Regions from separate parts of the Mus musculus genome. Here regions 1 and 3 are each linked to region 2. A link is a contact called in public Hi-C and promoter capture Hi-C data. All regions are on one chromosome and are shown on one strand. The core of a region is the stretch at or near the end of the contact, and the rest is flanking DNA. Distances in the headings are between cores, read along the strand shown. Region 1 holds the start of Rab31 (RAB31, member RAS oncogene family). Region 2 holds the start of Efna5 (ephrin A5). Region 3 has its middle 410 kb from the start of Gm23203.

Region 1 (2,823 bases), core at 164-2,663, 2.9 Mb before region 2:
TTGGGCCTGAGTAGCTTCTATCTGGCCTGCCAGATAACCACAGGGGGAAAAAATGGCAGGAGCCATTGATCAGATGGGACAAGTTATGAGAGAGGCCAGAGAACTGAGGCTGCAGAATGCTTTGTCAAAACTTGCTTTGGGTGCCTGGAGACATGGCTCTGCAGTTAAGAGCACTGGCTGATTTTCCAGAGATGCTGAGTTCAGAGCCCAGGTCCCGTACTCCAACCTCCCACATGGCAGCTCACAAATGTAGCTCACCAATGCCCTCTTCTGATGTGCAGATGTACATGCAGACCAGACGTCCATATACTTCAAACCTTTAAACACTTCTTAAAACTGGCTTTCAGGCAGGAGAGATGGCTCAGCGGTGAAGAGCACCGATTGCTCTTCTGAAGGTCCTGAGTTCAAATCCCAGCAACCACATGTGAGCACATGGTGGCTCACAACCACCTGTAATGAGATCTGATGCCCTCTTCTGGTGAGAACTCCAGACTCAGCATACTGATAAGAACACCTGCCTGGCAAGAAAGCCAGGTAATGAGAACTGCTCTTCACTGTTCTCATTAAAGGGCTTCTGTTTTATTTCCAGGTTGCCTGGATCAATCCTTCTAACAGTTATCAGGCATGCTGGGCAAGCACTCTCCCAACAGAGCCACGTCCAGTGTTGCTGTTTAAAACATATGCATACAATTAGTAGTACCAGTAAATTTAGATTATTCTTAAAGAGCTGTCATTTCTACACAGCAACAAATGAAGTCATCCCAGAGGCTTGGAGGAACAACGGACCATACAAAGACCAGAGGCCATGGCCCCTCTGTGTGACGCTGCACGTAGCCTCAGTTTCCTAGTAGAGGAGTTTGCAGAAGGGTTGCCAGCCCCCCAGTTGTGGCTGGGCTCCTGCCCACATAGCTGTAGCGTTTTTCTACATGGAGAAAGGGGGCTTCCTCTACAGAGTGCACCTCTCTTTTCCCAGGCCCTGGTGCTCCAGTTTTGGAAGCCAAAACACCTGACTGCTTCTCGAATCATCCTTGAGTCATCCTTTGCTGCATACAGAAAAGAATGCATGCAGAGTAAAGTGAAGTGTTGGGAGGAAGCGATTTGAAGCCTGGGTATTAGAAGGGACAAGTTAACCCTTTCCTCCCCTCATCCCGGTTTCTCGCTGATGTTTCTTGCATCTGGAGGTCAGAGTCACTTTATGGTGGGACTACCCAGAGACTTTGAAGTGCTTCCTTGGGACCACAGCCAACAGCATAAACTGTTCCAATGGCTCTTTATGACGCGACGGGTCGTGTGTCCAGGGCAAGTGGTGCCCGACCGGGCTCAGAGCTGATCACGGAAGGGGATGATTTGCCCACAAGTCAGATGTTGGGTGGTCACTGGAGGCCGAAGCGGACCGGGGCCCGGGCGGAGCCGAAGCCCGGCGGCCAGGCTAGACTAGACGTGACGGGAGGAGCCGGCCGGCAGCACGTGACCGACAGCGGAGGCCGAGGCCCAGAAATAGCCGCCTTGGCGGTTCCGCCCCGCGGCCGGCGAGAGTCCTGGGAGACAGCAGGACGCAGGCTGGGCGCGGTGTGGCCCGGACGATGCTGCTGAGCCCCGGCCGGGCCCGACCCAGAGCACATGATGGCGATACGGGAGCTCAAAGTGTGTCTTCTCGGGGTAAGTCCTGGAGCCATCCTACGGGGGATCCCGGCTTCTGTGCGCCATTGTCTCTGCGCTGCCCGCCTCCCGTGCGCTTCCCCATGTCCCGCGCGCTCCATCCCGCGCCCGGCACCAGCCGCCTCCGCCCGCCACCAGATTCTCCCGAGCGCCCCGGATCGCTGCATCTGCGGCCGGGTATCTGGCAACCTTGGGGCTCGCCAGGCTGCGGGTCGGGCAGGGCGGGGTGGAGGGGTGGGAGGTGGGGGGGATTGTTGAGGACCAGAGGACAGCGGGTCATGCAGCCCCTGGGCCCCTAGGACTCTTGCCTCTGCCACTGGTGGCTCCCTCCCGGAGGAGTGTTTAAGTTAGGTTTTCCTCTGCCTCCTGCGGGGGTAGGTAGGGAGTAGTGATGGCAATTTCTTTATTCTCTCCGAAAACAAACCAACAAACCAATCCTTCCAAGCAAGGGAGGGAGTACCGGGGTTTTGGCCCGACTGCGAAGTATTAAGAGCAAACTCTGTATGAACTGTGTGTTCAGCACACTTTCCGTGCAGTGGATGAAAATGAAGCAGGATGAGAAACACCCGCCCCCAACACCCTTCCTCTTCCAAAACGAGTCTTAGTCCCAAGAAATATAAAAGCAGTCAGAAACAAAGAAAGAAACAACATCCAAACTCCGAGACTGGAGGGCCAGACTGACAAACTCCGGCACACTGCGCTGTCCCTTGAAATCTGCCCCCCCCCAGGGATTCAGTGTTTGGGGGTCATTTCCTTGGGGCTACCCACAACAAATTCCCGAAGTCTTCCCAAATAAGAGCTAATGTTATAAGCCATGTTCTCTGCAGTCTTCTGTAGTCTTTGGCATTATCACTGGGCATACCGCCCTGCCCTTGAAGTTGGCAAATCTGGCACTGCAAGGAAAAGTATTTCCTAAATAAAAGAGTAGGGCCGCATTCATTCTCCTCAAAGAAATGCTAATCAGGATGGTTATGGAGGTGAATACAGGCGATGTTGTGGATTAGGATCTGGTGCACCAGGGACTTGTGGTTTCACCTGGGCCCCGCCGAATCCTTTGATGGAAGTCGGATCCTCACACTGCCCTTGGCACTTCCCCTTAGCTAGTGGTTGGTGGAGAATCCCAGGGCTTCTGGCAAGGGCCTTTTCTTCCCCTTCAGTGTCAAG
Region 2 (3,012 bases), core at 242-2,741:
CACGCAGGTCATTAACGAGGGGGCGTGCCCGAGGAGATTTTTTTTCCCATAAAGCATTTTTTCTCTCCTTTTCTTTTTTTTTTTTTTTCCCTCCTCTTTTGCAAAACTGACTTTTCCCCTCCTTTCTACTTCTCGCCAGTCTTCCCAACCTCTCCAGGCTGCTCGCGCCGCTGCACTCAAGTTTATTTTCCCGCCTGGGCAGAGGTTTTAGGATTCGGTCGGTGGCTTTCACCTCTCGTTACTGCTGTGCCTAAGGAGGGAAGGAGGAGGCAGCTCCGGATCGGGAAGGTTTTCTGATGTAGTCATCGGGGAGGTGCCAGCAGCTCGCGTGTGCTCCCTCTCCCTTTTTCCCTCCCGGTTTCAAACTGATTGATGAATCTCTACAAGTTGCTGGGGTTGGGGCCGGAGAGGTCCGAGTCCCAGGGACACTTCTGAGAGCTCCCCCCCGGGGCTCTGGGCACGCCGTGCGGGGGTTCAGCCTCTCTCCCGGAAGGCGAACGGAGACTGTCATCAGCCCATCCCGGACTTGGAGGGCTCCATCCGAAAGTGATTGTTTCCCCTCTCGCTTCTCAGCCCGGCAGTTGGCTTGGCGTCGCCCTGCAGGTTTGGGCATCCCGGCCCCGCCTGGCTGGCTGGTTCACAACCTCTGCTCTTCATTCACTCCGCGGCACCCACACCCGGCCAAGACAAGCTAGCAGGAGAAATCCCCGACTCAGCCAGCGCCCGGGGGTGCCATCTCGCTCTGCCTCTGCGGTCGGACTCCTTTGGGGACCTGCTGGAAGACGTGAAGAGCCAAACTTTTCTTGGAGCCTTTTCCGAAGCAAGACCCGCTCCTCCTCTCCTCGCCTGAGCGCTCGGCTGCGGCTTTGGGCAGTTCCAGGACTCCGGCAGAGCCGGGCTTGCGGATCCAGATCGCCACTCTTCTCTGCGCACCTCCGGGTACCGCAGTCCACAGGACTCCTGCGAGCCTTGCGGGGGGTCGCCTGGCCAAGGCACAGAAGGGAGGCTCCGGACTGCTTCCAGCCTCCTGGGGACACCAGTGTGAGGACGCCCCCCCCCCCGCCCCCCTCCACACAGCGCCCTCCTCCTGCAGTTTCTCTCCGGCCGCCAAAGTAACTTGGAACAAAGCGGGGCGCACGGTGAGGGCCCAGCGCGGCGGAGGAAGCCCGTGCAGACCGCGGCGCCGACACTGAGCCGGGCCCGGCGGGCCGGTGTATGTCTCCCCGCAGCCGCGGCGCTCAACTCCCCGTGACTGTGCAGCGCGCGCCGCCGCCTGCCCCGACCCGCGCTGCCGCCGCCCGGCCCCGCACGCACCTCCCTCTCCCGGGGTGACCGGCTTGCAGCCGCCGCCCGAGACACAGCTCCGCACCCCTACCCCCGCCCTCGCCGCCGCCACCGCACACACGCACGCGTCTCTCCGTCTTGTGATTCTTCTCCCCTCCCGAGCCCTTCAGTGGGGGTGCGAGTTTGTCCCCCCGCCCCAGCCACTGCCTCCTTCTTCTCTCTCTCCTCTTCCTCTTCCTCCCGCGCTCGCCGCGCGCCTCTCGCCCCTTCATCGTATTTATTCCTATTTATTTGGCGTCCGCTCTCTTCGTCTGCCCCTCTCCCTCCCTCCCCCTGGATCCCCGATCTCTCCCCGGAGTGGCGCGTCGGGGGCTCCGCCGCTGGCTAGGCGTGATGTTGCACGTGGAGATGTTGACGCTGCTCTTTCTGGTGCTCTGGATGTGTGTGTTCAGCCAGGACCCGGGCTCCAAAGTCGTCGCCGACCGCTACGCCGTCTACTGGAACAGCAGCAACCCCAGGTAAGGTGGCCGGGGCGGGGGCGCCAAAAGCTCGGGCTCCGCGGGCCTGGGCCGGGAGCAGGGGACACGGCGGCCGGGAGCGGCGCGCACCAGCCGCAGGCAGCGCGCGCCCTCGGAGCCTGCGTCGCCAGACGCCGCTGGCCGCCCGGCGCCGGCGGGAAGCGCTCGCTCCGCGCCGCTCTTTGTTAAGCCAGGGCGGCAGGGCCGGCGGCTGCTAGCAATCCCCAGGGCTGCGCGGAGCCGCTGCCTCCGACCGGGTGCGGGGAAGACACGGGAATGGGCGGGAGCCCCGGACCCGGGCCATCGCTTCCCAGTCGGGGAGATTGGCCCGCACCTCCGGATCCCGGCTTAGAGCTTGGGTGCTGGTAGCCTCGGGTGCGTACTGCCAAGAGGTCCTCCCTGGAGCCTGGGGGGCGCGGGGCTGAGGCCGGGATCCTGATAGATAGCATCAAAGTTTTCTTTTTTTTTTAATTTTAAAATTTTTACTTAAACATAATGCCTTCTTTTACCTCCTTGCGCGCATAGAGAGAGCGCGTACCGGTTAGAGGGAAGCAAAGGGGGGTTGGAGGGATGGGTGAGTGGAAAGCGGAAGCTTTAGGGTTTAATGTTCTTTTTAACTGCGAGATAACTGTTAGGTGACCCCCCCCCCCCCCACACACACACCGCCAAGTCGGTCTAGGCCCATCGCGCTTGGCCCTGGAAAGGATTCTCCCAGCTCGGGCACCCTCCTTTCCCCCCCAGTGGGCTTAAGGTGCCAGAAAGTTTGATCGAATGCCGGGTTACGTCACGAGTGCAGAGCGAGCCGCTGGAGTTGGCAAGCCGGAAGGTGGGAGCCTTCGCCCCGGGGCCTGGCGCTGTGCAGCTGGAGGGACGCGCGTGGTTACCTGCGACAGCGTCTAGGCGACCCCAAAGCCTGCGGGCTTGGCGGGAGGCTGGAAGCGGGCGCCGGGGACTTCCTTAGCGCACGCTCTGGGCCCTAGCTTGCCGCAGCCACCCTGCGATCCTGGACCCCGGAGAGGGGAGGAGGGTCGTCCACAGCACCAGGCAGACCCTTTCTGGTCCGGGCTGCTCCCAAACCTTACTTTCTCCCGGATCTGGACCCAGCAGTCGGTCCCGCTGGGCCCACATCGCTCTGCTTTCAGCTGTGGGCTGGTAGTATTGGTGTGTTGTTCTGGGAGGGAGGCAGTGTCGCTTGTACCTAGGATCACAG
Region 3 (2,968 bases), core at 59-2,558, 2.9 Mb after region 2:
ACTTCTGGACTTCACAGGTTTGTTCCCATCAATAAAAATTAAATTTCATAATTTAAAAATATCAAAGAAATGTCTATTACCTTGGTTAGCACAGAAAACTACTACTCATATTTCATAGGAATATACTAAACATGCAAATTATTTCTTTCCTAATTTTCTGTTTATTATCATGTAATACAAAGCCATGCCACCTAAATACAAATCTATGTCATTTAAAAGTGTCTCTAAGTATGTGGTACATGATTAAAGTATGTGTTTACCCTAAGAGCAGTTAAAATGTATCTGAAGAACAAGGTAGGAGGCAGCTCCTGTGTAACATTATTTAGCTTCTATTACAAACTACACAGTGTTATTCACTGATATTGTTATCCAAAATTGAAACCCAATCTTCCAATCTCTTCATTGTCAAGAAAATTTACCTAACGCATCATCTTATAGCATTTAACTCTCTAAATCTTCTTTGAGTCCACAATTCTTTGGGGAATAGGAGAACTTTATTTTTATATCCCTGATCAAAAGACATGCTTTATACTGAACGTGAATACACAGCACAGAAAATGTTTTCTATAACATCTGATAAAGCAGAGTTTTATAGTGATCAACATTGCGGTGGTCTGAATGAGACATGGTCACCTCAGAGTCAGGTATTTGAGCCCTTAGGCCCCAGTGGTGACAGTGTTTAGGAATGTGATGTAGCCTTGCTAGAGGAAGACTATCATGGAGTTTAGGACTGAGATTTCATAGCTTTATCTTTGTTTTCATTCACTCTGCTTTGTGTTTACAGTAAAAAATAAAATCTCTGAGTCCCATTGCAACAATCTGACACCATGCTTCCTCCAGCATTATGTACCCTCACGCAGAAACTCTAAACCAAAAGAAACTCCTCTAAAAGTTGTCTTGGCAAATTTATCACCAGAATAGAAAAGTAAGCCATATAAACATGAAAATTTGAAAATATTCTGTGAAAAAATACAAATTAAGAGACAAATGCAATCACCGTTCATTTGAAAACATATGCTCACTCTTGATGAAGTTTGTATTCTACTTGTTTTAGAGGCTGTCTGTTCTAGAGTGTTGTCAGATTGACATTACTATTGCATAAATAAAGCCCCAGAATTAAACTAAAATGAATGCTATTAAACTAAAGGCAAATACATGCTAAAATTTATTTGACTTTAACCAGTCTATTATTGTTTTTCACTGTGACAAATCATATACTTTTCTTAAAAGCACATGACAATCTAGCATCCAAAGGCTGTCATCAGTGACACAGACTCAGTTCTTTTGTGGCAGAGTAAACTACTGTAAATTCAAGAAATACAGCAGTGGGGCACATCCTTGAAAACAAGCTTGGAATAGAGGTTTCATAATTGCATCAGAGCAGATAATTAGGCAATTAGAGCTATTAAAAGTTGACAAAGCCCATGCCTGGGTGAAGTATGGTTCTGTTTTCTAAAAAGGGAAGCCAGAGCAAATGAAAGATCTGCAGAGATTTTGTTCAACTCTATTCCCCAGAAGGAAGTTCTACCCAAAGGACAAAAAGTACAAGATGTGATTTCTCTACTGCCATCCTCAGGATTTAAGACCTAAGGTTATAAGATTAAATTTTCTACAGACGTAAAACTCTCATATCATTTGCACATATTTATTGAGCGCATTAATAAGGTGAAATTAACTTTGTAAAATATGTAATTGAATAAAAACACAAGCTGAAAATAAAACAATGGAACTAATAATTTAATTTCTAAACAGCATCTGATGCCTTGGCTTATGTCGAACATAAATCTGAAGCAAGGAGGAAAACAGGTCATAAAGAAGATTGTATTTTAAATATGCTTCAAACACAACGTATTAAACTGAATTGTGTAAATGAATTATGCAAACTGGAAACAGGACAATCCTTAGAATCCCTGGCTCCCGTATCTGCTTGTTAAATTTAGGATGATCATATATGGCTTGAGATTATTGCAGCTTCTCCAATTGACAAATGTAATTGCAGAGACTGATGAAAGAGAACATTGGGCTGCTGCTTTGGACTCTGTTGCAAAGTACTTAGGAGTCAACAGATGGTGCATACATTTTGAGGTTGAGAAGGGTAAAAAGGTAATGAGATTGGGGACCAGAAACAATTACAGTATCTTAAGTCTCCAGTGCAGCATAATTATGGTTGTAGAGTCGGCAAAACAATTGAGTTTAATGTATTCATAATGTTGTCAGAAGTTCAAGAAACAAAACCTGGAGGTGTAGTGTCTGATAGAATGAGGCAAATTACTGCAGAACATTCTCCCCATTCCCTTACTAGAAAATTCAGACAATACATATTTATTCACGCAAAATGAATAAATAGTATGTCATTGAGTATTTTGTTGATGCAATCCTAGCAAACAAAAACATGTATCAAACAAAAAGTGACATCACTACTCATCAAATTCCTTATGATTGCAGAAGATTATCCAACCAGAATAACAGGTTTTGATTACAAAAGGAAAATAAATGTGCTCTTCATAAACTTACTGGGCCCTGCTGAAGCTCTGTGCATGAGAAATCAGATTTTAATAAGTGATAACTTGAATTGATAATAGTGAACTTTTGTAACTTTAAATTTTTTAAATCATATATTTAATGAAGGTTCATAAATGCTTTTACTTCCCTTTTTGCCCACCACCTATGAGAATTAGTGGGGAATAAAAAGGATACAGGGGAAGTAGACCTGTTTAGAAATGGTTCTTTGGAGAAACTCCTGTCTATGTTGTCTTGAAATCAGCTGTTTAGTTTACAGGTCAGCAGTGGCAGCTTGATCCTCTCAGGAACACTTCCCAGTTCACCAGCAGTCCAGTTCGGTAGTCAGGATAGCAAACCCGAGTTAGCAGTGGTGGAATTACCTAGCAGAGACAGTCAGGCCTTAGCCTTGGCACCAGTCAGCAGGAGGAACCAGTAGAGAGACCAGAAGTTCTCTGCTGTGCCTCTC

Evidence for each region. Promoter capture Hi-C pulls out the DNA fragments that hold promoters and counts their contacts. Hi-C and Micro-C count contacts between places; a contact is called where the count stands out from the background.
Region 1: a contact with region 2 is called in a promoter capture Hi-C map of pre-B cells, with 4 times the contacts expected there. The contact joins the promoter of Rab31 here to the promoter of Efna5 in region 2. A contact is called at or near these places in 2 of 39 promoter capture datasets (liver and pre-B cells).
Region 3: a Hi-C map of the N1E-115 cell line shows a contact between it and region 2, with 14 times the contacts expected there. The contact joins the enhancer-like site here to the promoter of Efna5 in region 2. A contact is called at or near these places in 1 of 39 promoter capture datasets (hippocampal neurons), 1 of 484 Hi-C or Micro-C datasets (the N1E-115 cell line) and 6 of 115 datasets of contacts at active chromatin or transcription factors (astrocytes, embryonic forebrain, embryonic hindbrain and 3 more).

The regions. Positions count from the first base shown.
Region 1 is chr17:65,771,342-65,774,164 of GRCm38.p6, reverse strand. Rab31 (RAB31, member RAS oncogene family) reads left to right here and starts at 1,413. Exons shown (of 7, transcript NM_133685.2): 1 at 1,413-1,659. The coding sequence starts at 1,621.
Region 2 is chr17:62,879,796-62,882,807 of GRCm38.p6, reverse strand. It overlaps Efna5 (ephrin A5), which reads left to right and starts at 1,491. Exons shown (of 5, transcript NM_207654.2): 1 at 1,491-1,802. The coding sequence starts at 1,678.
Region 3 is chr17:59,975,696-59,978,663 of GRCm38.p6, reverse strand. No RefSeq gene overlaps it. Among named protein-coding and RNA genes, the nearest start is that of Gm23203, 410 kb to the right of the region's middle. Within about 2 kb of position 1,308, at least 3 of the 459 cell types and tissues checked have an H3K27ac peak or open chromatin away from gene starts, as enhancers often do. A contact at or near this core is called in the N1E-115 cell line, where this site is marked.